Linked DNA regions of Sus scrofa: region 1 is linked to region 2. The links are chromatin contacts, called in public HiChIP or PLAC-seq maps. All regions are on one chromosome and are shown on one strand. The core of a region is the stretch at or near the end of the contact, and the rest is flanking DNA. Distances in the headings are between cores, read along the strand shown. Region 1 overlaps LOC100524254 (NADH-cytochrome b5 reductase 3-like). Region 2 has its middle 28 kb from the start of A4GALT.

Evidence for each region. HiChIP or PLAC-seq counts read pairs in DNA pulled down with a chosen protein or histone mark.
Region 1: an H3K27ac HiChIP or PLAC-seq map of alveolar macrophages shows a contact between it and region 2. The contact joins two enhancer-like sites. A contact is called at or near these places in 1 of 5 promoter capture datasets (fetal liver), 11 of 47 Hi-C or Micro-C datasets (blood, embryonic fibroblasts, epiblast stem cells and 7 more) and 2 of 2 datasets of contacts at active chromatin or transcription factors (alveolar macrophages and skeletal muscle).

Annotation. Positions count from the first base shown.
Region 1 is chr5:6,154,810-6,158,647 of Sscrofa11.1, forward strand. It overlaps LOC100524254 (NADH-cytochrome b5 reductase 3-like), which reads left to right. Exons shown (of 10, transcript XM_003125982.4): 3 at 2,130-2,202; 4 at 2,529-2,635. Among named protein-coding and RNA genes, the nearest start is that of POLDIP3, 18 kb to the right of the region's middle. Within about 2 kb of position 1,517, at least 28 of the 83 cell types and tissues checked have an H3K27ac peak or open chromatin away from gene starts, as enhancers often do. A contact at or near this core is called in alveolar macrophages, fetal liver, mesenteric adipose tissue and 1 more, where this site is marked.
Region 2 is chr5:6,110,375-6,113,849 of Sscrofa11.1, forward strand. No RefSeq gene overlaps it. Among named protein-coding and RNA genes, the nearest start is that of A4GALT, 28 kb to the left of the region's middle. Within about 2 kb of position 1,582, at least 29 of the 83 cell types and tissues checked have an H3K27ac peak or open chromatin away from gene starts, as enhancers often do. A contact at or near this core is called in alveolar macrophages, fetal liver, mesenteric adipose tissue and 1 more, where this site is marked.

The DNA.
Region 1 (3,838 bases), core at 267-2,766, 44 kb after region 2:
TCTTACTAAAACTTAAACAAAATCATAATGTCTTGAAATCTTTAACTTTCTTTTTGGCCATGCCCACAGCATGCAGAAGTTCCCAGACCAGGGATGAACCTGTGCCTCAGCAGTGATAATGCTGGGTCCTTAACCCCTAGGCCACCGGGAACTCCCCTTTTCCTTTTTGAAAATTCTTTTTCCTTGTTTTTTAGTTCTAGAAGTAATTATAATTTTTCGGTGCTCGCTCTGTCTGTGAGGTGTGAGTGTCCCCCTTCCCCACTTCCAGTCGCAGGTCAGCCTGAGCCTCTTCTGGTGTCACATTCATATGTACATGGTGTGTGAAGGTATAGGTATGTGTGTATTTAATTTTTCTTTTTTAATAACCTGAGTTTTTACCCAGCTACACAACATGGACACCTTTTCCTGTCTAACCCAAAGCCTAATTTTTTTTTTTTTTTTTTTTTTTTTTTTTTTTGGTCACATCTGCAGCATGTAGAAGTTCCTGGACCAGGGACTCAACCTGAGCCACAGCAGTGAGAATGCTAGATCCTTAACCCTCTGCATCATAAGGGAACCCTCCCTCAATTCGTTATTTTTGATGACTGTCTAGTATTTTTTTTTGGTAAGGATGTCACACAATGGACCCTCCCAGCCCCTTTGAGCAGGTGGCAGACATCCCAGCCGTTACCCTCCCGCATGGTAGCCTAGACGTGGCTTTGCAAGGTCGGCAGGTGTGCCTGCTCTTGATACTGTTGCTGTGGCACAGGGAGGGCCCCCGGCTGCCTGTCCTTCCCCTCCGTGAGCTGAACAGACCAGGTGATCCGCAGGGCGGCCCAAAGCTCTGCATCTGCTGCTCACATCCCCTGGGCCAGCAGCCTTCTGCACGGCAGCTCCGTGCTAAGCCCTCTCAGACCCCAGCCTTGTGACTTCCGCTGTGCTGGGCTGGAGGTTGTGCAGCACAATAATTGTCAGTGTCTTTTCCTGATTTCTCTTCTTCCTCCAAAAACGTCTGTTGCGTGGTTTCCTGATCTCGAGCCCCAGGACCAGCTGATCGTCCTGCCATCCACTCGCAGGAGGCCCCGGGGCTCCGTTTGCAGCTTCAGGCCTGGGCTGTGGGACTGAGAGGCCCGCTGGCCACCAGCAGACTGACTGGTGGCTGGGCACCGTCTCTCCCGAGGTCCAGGCCACCTGCCTCTGCCGTGGTGCTCAGAGTGAGGCTCTGTCCCTCTGGAGAGCTCTGTCGCCCCCCTCCAGGGGGTATCACTGTCCATCACTGGACCTTGCCTCGTGTGGGTATGAGCGTAGGCTGGGCGGCTAGCTGCCTGCTGTCCCCATCCTGCTGACCTGGTGCCAGGGAGACCCCACAGGGGCCTTCCGGAGCCCGCTCGGAGTCAGGGCACAGGTTTGGTTCCCGGCTCTGACCACAGCTGCCTGCAGGGCACTCGCTGTCCTTGGCCCATTAACCAGGCTCCTTCCCCAGCTCAGCCTCGCCCTTCAGCAGCCTCTGCCCTGCCTGGAGGGGAAGTGGCCCTCCCCCAGTGACCACACCCGGGTGCACACGCTGTGCGGGGGTGAGGCCTGGCTTTGGGCCCCAGGCCTTGGCCAGCCCCAGCGACCGCCCAGGCAGCAAGGCTGCCACGCCTCCTGTCCTGCGCAGGCCACCCCGTCATGCTGCCCTGCTTCTGTCCCGGAGGGGAGCTTTCAGCATAGTGGCTTTAGAGCCCCTCTGTTGAGTCCCAGTCCTTGTCTCAGCACTGTGCACTTTGCCGGCCCAGCCCCCGAACTCTTCCCACCGCCCCAGGGTACTTCTCAAACTGGGGCAGAGATGGCTCCTTCGCTCCTGCCTTTGGAATTTTCTGGGCTGTCTGGCAGCCTCCCTTTGGGATCTTGAGCTTACTCCCTGCTCTGACTACCACACGATGTGACCCTGGGTGGGTCATTGTCCTTTTCCAGGCCAGCAGAAACTGAGACACACCCATGTGTGCCTGACCTCTGTGCGCACACACATGCGTGTACAGGTTGTGTGTCTACATGGGGTGTCGGTGTCACTTCTCGCAATGACGCTCGGGTGCTGGAGAGGGCTGGGGGTTCTAGGCCTAGTGGCCCCTCTGCCTTGGGTGCTGTCCAGCAACTCGGCCTCTTTGCAGGTCGTCAACCATGACACCCGGCGGTTCCGCTTTGCCCTGCCGTCGCCCCAGCACGTCCTGGGCCTCCCTGTGGGTGAGTGCGGCCCCGACCCAGCCCGCACGGCACCCGTGCTGGGACAGAGAGGTGGGGGCTTTCAGTTAGAGCAGGGAAGGCTTCAAGGAGGAGGTGACAGCCACCCTGGGCCTTCGAGGGTGAGTGTCAGAATGAGAGGGCAGTAGCCAACACGAGCAAAGGCAAAGAGCTGGGATGTGATGGCAGTCCCGGGGGTGAAGGGGACACTGGGAGCAAGGCCAGGCCAGGCTCTGAATGCTGGGCAGGGGGCAGGAAGCTGGTTGACAACACGCAGGGGCCCTGCAGGGGATCGTCCCCAGCCCAGATTCTCCCCTGCCGTCCCGCAGGCCAGCACATCTACCTCTCGGCTCGGATTGATGGGAATCTGGTCATTCGGCCCTACACGCCCGTCTCCAGTGATGACGACAAGGGCTTTGTGGACCTGGTCATCAAGGTGAGGTCTCAGGGCCACAGCTGCAGGGGGGTGGGGGTGACCACATCCCCCGCTGGTCTCCAAAGGCCCTATGCTCGCCTGTGTCTGGATTCCAAGTGCACAGCCGATCCTAGTTCATGGAGGTCGCGGCCAAGGGCAGGGCTGGGTTCAGGCCGAGCATCTTCAAACAAGGCCAGGTCCCCTGCAGAAGAGGAACCAGGAAGGCCCACCGGCTCGTGCAGGGCTGACTCTCTTGCTCTGGGAGCTGGGCGCCTGCTCATCCCCTGAGAGGCGTCCCACAGGCCCACTGGGGGTGCTGTGTGCGGGGTCATGGGGCTGGGAGCTGGGGTAGCCACACACCGTGGGGAAGAGGGAGCCAGTAGAAACGATAGACCAGAGAGACACAGAGCAACCAGCAAGGATCTTAAAAAACAAGATGCTGAGGGGAAGGAGAAATGACCACTTCAGCCTAGTACATTTTTATGAGAATTACAAGCTTTCTGGAGTTGCTGCTGTGGTGCAAGAGGAGTGATGGCACCTCTGCCGTGCCAGGACGCAGGTTCGATTCCCAGCCTGGCACCATGGATTGAAAAAAAGGATCCCGTGTTGCTGTAGCTGTGGCATAGGTTGCAACTGCAGCTCGGATCTGACCCCTGGCCTGGGAACTCCATGTGCTGTGGGACAGCCAAGACAAAGAGGACATCTAGCAGTGACCCATGTCCTCTGATTACACGTCCAACAGGTGTGAACCAGCCTTGGCTGGTAGAAGTGGGGTGTGGGAGACCCTCCCTGGTCAAGGCCCAACCTCCCACAGCCATCCTGACTCAGGGCCCCTGGGGACCAGAATTCCTGTCCCGACTCCACTGTGCAGGCCCCAGGGCCCCTCCCTGGGCCCTTTGTGGGTGGAGGGACAGAAGCAGAGACCCGCCCCACCCCCAACCCCACTGGGCCACAGCCTTAGCCTCGGGTCTTGCGGGGTCCTGGATTGGACGTGGGTTTGTGAAGGCAGAAGAGAGCTGGGCCCATCGGTCCTGGCTCTGGCCTGGGTCCCTTAGCTGATCCCAAGCTAAGCTTGGTGTCATTTAGACCCCGTGCTGGGTGCCCAGGCCCATCCAGCCTCAAGAGCCTGTCACTGGCTGGATAGTGGACACTGAACAGGTGGTCACACAGAGTCAGCGTTTGTTCCAGGGTGCAAGCACAGGAGACTGTGTGCCTGGAACGGGC
Region 2 (3,475 bases), core at 332-2,831:
AACCTGCGTCCCAGAGCTCCCAAGACGCTGCCCATCCCATTGTGCCACAGTGGGAACTCCAAGAGGCTACACTTTATGTTATGTGTATTTTACCGCAATTAATTTTGTTTTCAATCATCATAAAGAGGAGCTGGGAAGGGTGGGGCCAGGGCGGGAAGCACCATGGCAAAGGCGGTGGTGGAACTTCAAAGCCGTCCAAGGGGATACGTGTCAGTATCGACTGCGCTTCAAAGACAAAAATCCGGGAGTTCCCGCCGTGGCGCAGTGGTTAACGAATCCGACTAGGAACCATGAGGTTGAGGGTTCGGTCCCTGCCCTTGCTCAGTGGGTTAACGATCCGGCGTTGCTGTGAGCTGTGGTGTAGGTTGCAGACGCGGCTTGGATTCTGCGTTGCTGTGGCTCTGGCGTAGGCCGGTGGCTACAGTTCCGATTAGACCCCTAGCCTGGGAACCTTCACATGCCGCGGAAGCGGCCCAAAGAAATAGCAAAAAGACAAAAAAAATAAAAAAATAACAAAGACAAAAATCCCAAACACGAAGTTCCTCAAATCTCAGGGAAACGGAATCACCTCCTCATTTGCCTTTAGCAACCCACTGTTTTAATTGCAACGTGGAACTTTCTTATGACAAAAACTTTCTTGGTCATGAAAGCCCACAAGTGACTCCAGTCAATAACTGTCCACCATGGAGTTCCTGTCATGGCGCAGTGGTTAACGAATCCGACTAGGAACCATGAGGTTGCGGGTTCAGTCCCTGCCCTTGCTCAGTGGGTTAACGATCCGGCGTTGCCGTGAGCTGTGGTATAGGTCGCAGACGTGGCTCGGATCCTGCGTTGCTGTGGCTCTGGTGTAGGCCGGCGGCTACAGCTCCGATTGGACCCCTAGCCTGGGAACCTCCATATGCCGCGGGAGCGGCCCAAAGAAATAGCAAAAAAGATAAAAAAATTTAAAAAATAAAAAAATAACTGTTCACCTGAGTGGGGGAGGGGGAGAAAATGATGATGATGATGACGAGGCAGCGGCAGGGACAAGGAACCCTTTCCAGCCGTTACTCTCAGCCAAGCAGGCTCATAAGCGCTTTATACACGCTTAACGCATTTAAGCTTCACACTCACCCTTTGAGGAAGGGTGTATGTGACCCATTTTGCAAGATGGCTAGGTCAGGACAGAACATTTGTGGTCAATGTCATTTTTTTTTTTTTCCCCACTGTACAGCAAGGGGATCAAGTTATCCTTACATGTATATGTTACAATTACATTTTTCCCCCACCCTTTGTTCTGTTGCATCAATGTCATTTTGACACTGGTCTTTAATCAACTTCTGCTTCTCCCATATTTCGCCAGTCTGACCAGCCATGCCAAACGAGTCCCCCTGGACAGAAGCAGCCTATCACAGAGAGGCCAGCGTGGGGACTGTGCCCCTGAAACCAGCCACCTGACTTCCTTGCCTTCAGAACTCTGAGCCCCGCCAATGCTGCTCCATCACCCTCTCCTCCATTTCCGCCTCTGCTCGAGCTTTGCGGTGGCTGGGGCTCCCAGCCCCAACCCCGGGCCACCCCACATCCCCTCTCGCTTCTGCTTTTGTCACCCCTAGTCATGGCCTTTTCACTCTGTCCCCTGTCCCAGGAAAGTCCCTACATGCTCGACAACCTCAGAGAAGCTAAATAAATGGAATATTTCTTCACCAGGAAATGCCATATCCTAGCCATGCTGGGAAATCAAGTGTTAGGTTTTTTTTTTTTTTTAATCAGAGTTTATAAAACCCCTGATGACTTTGTGATGTTTTGGCAGAGAGAAAAAAACCAAACCAAAACAAAACACAAAAGCAGCATTTCACAAAATGGATTTCTGGCCGTTGCAAAATATTCATAAACTGTCCCAACTTCCCAGAGAGACTAAAAGGAAAATTCAGCTGCAAACAGCTTCTTACTTTCCATCTGGGTTTTAAATGCAGTCCAACCCCCAGTTCCATTACAGAAGGTCAGAACTGAGGTTAAGGGAAAATAGTTCACGCAAAGAAAAGGAAGAGAGCAGCCTCCAGTCTCGAGCCTCGAAACAGCTGGAAGCCCTCAGCTCCGCCCAACCCTCTCCTATCACAAAACCACAGAATTTCAGGACAGGGAAGAACCACAGACCTGCTGGCCCAGCTATTACATCTCTGGACAAGTCCTTTCCCTTCCTGTTGGATCCTCTGTAAATTACCATACAATTTGAGATGAAGAAACAAACACTGAAATTAACAAAGGCTTAAAGAAGGTAGAATTTTATTTCTCTCTTAGGTAAGAGGCCAGAGGTGGACAGTCAGGGCTTAAGGATTTGGCTACTTCCCCACATCATTCAAACACCCCAGGCTTCTGCTACCCTATTGGTCCCTCCACACTCAACTTCTGTCTCATGGTCCAAAGCGGTTGCTCCAGCTCCTGCCATTGCACCCCTAGTCAGCCAGCAGACCCAACCCAGAGATCACTCCCATCGCTTCTGCTCTTAACCCACTGACTAGACCTTACTCCCCTTAATTGCAAGGGGAACTAGGGACGAAGCACAGGTAGGTGGGAAGACAGGTGCCCAGCTAAAACATCTATTGCTACATAAGACAGAGAGATGGGTAATGGGGAGGAACTGCCATGTCTGACCCCTCGGGCTCTTGTGGGAAAATGCAAGTCATTCTATGGCACACACTTCCAGAATGCCTTGTACTGAAGTATGAAGAATGTCGCATTTTGTTTTATTTGGAACTTGCCAGTGTTTTGGGCACAGTTCCACTGTGTTGTTAATGCCAAAATGACATCTCAAGAAAAAACGTAATGGCTTTTGGATTTTGCTGCTGGTTCAGACGGTGGGCTCTGGACCCAGACGGCTCGGGTTTGATTCTGGGCCCTCTTCCTGCATGGCTTGTGGCGGGTTACCTACCTGCTTGTGACTCAGTTTCCTCATCTGTAAAATGGGCAGAATAATTGTTCTTGCCTTATTTGTTTGGAGTGGGACCGCTTGTGGGAGCGGCCAGTACTGTACTGGGCACATTAGGAAAAGCTTGATAAATCCTATTTCTATTATCATTCCAGCTCCTGAGCCTCCAGTCCCATGTCTAAGTCTGTTTCCTCATATGTAAAATCAGAGGTGTGGTAGCTGATCTCCAAAGATGGTTCCAAGCCATCCCTCCCCTCTTTTATGCACATGCCCCTCCTATCAAGACGTGGCACTTACATCTAACCCCTTGAGTCTGGACTGGGACCGGGAGCCAGCAGAAATAGCGGTGCGCCACTCTGGCCCTGACCTTGGAGAAAACAGGCTGCTTCCGCTTCCTTCCTCTTGGAATCCAAAGGCCATGCTGTGAGGAAGCCCGAGCAGCCGAGGGACAGGCCCACTTGGAGGATAAAAGAGGCTCCCAGCTCACCCACAGTCTCCACCGAGCTCCCAGCCTTGTGAGTGAGTTCTCCGGGGAGTGGATCATCCAGGCAGTCCACTATCCCAGCTGAT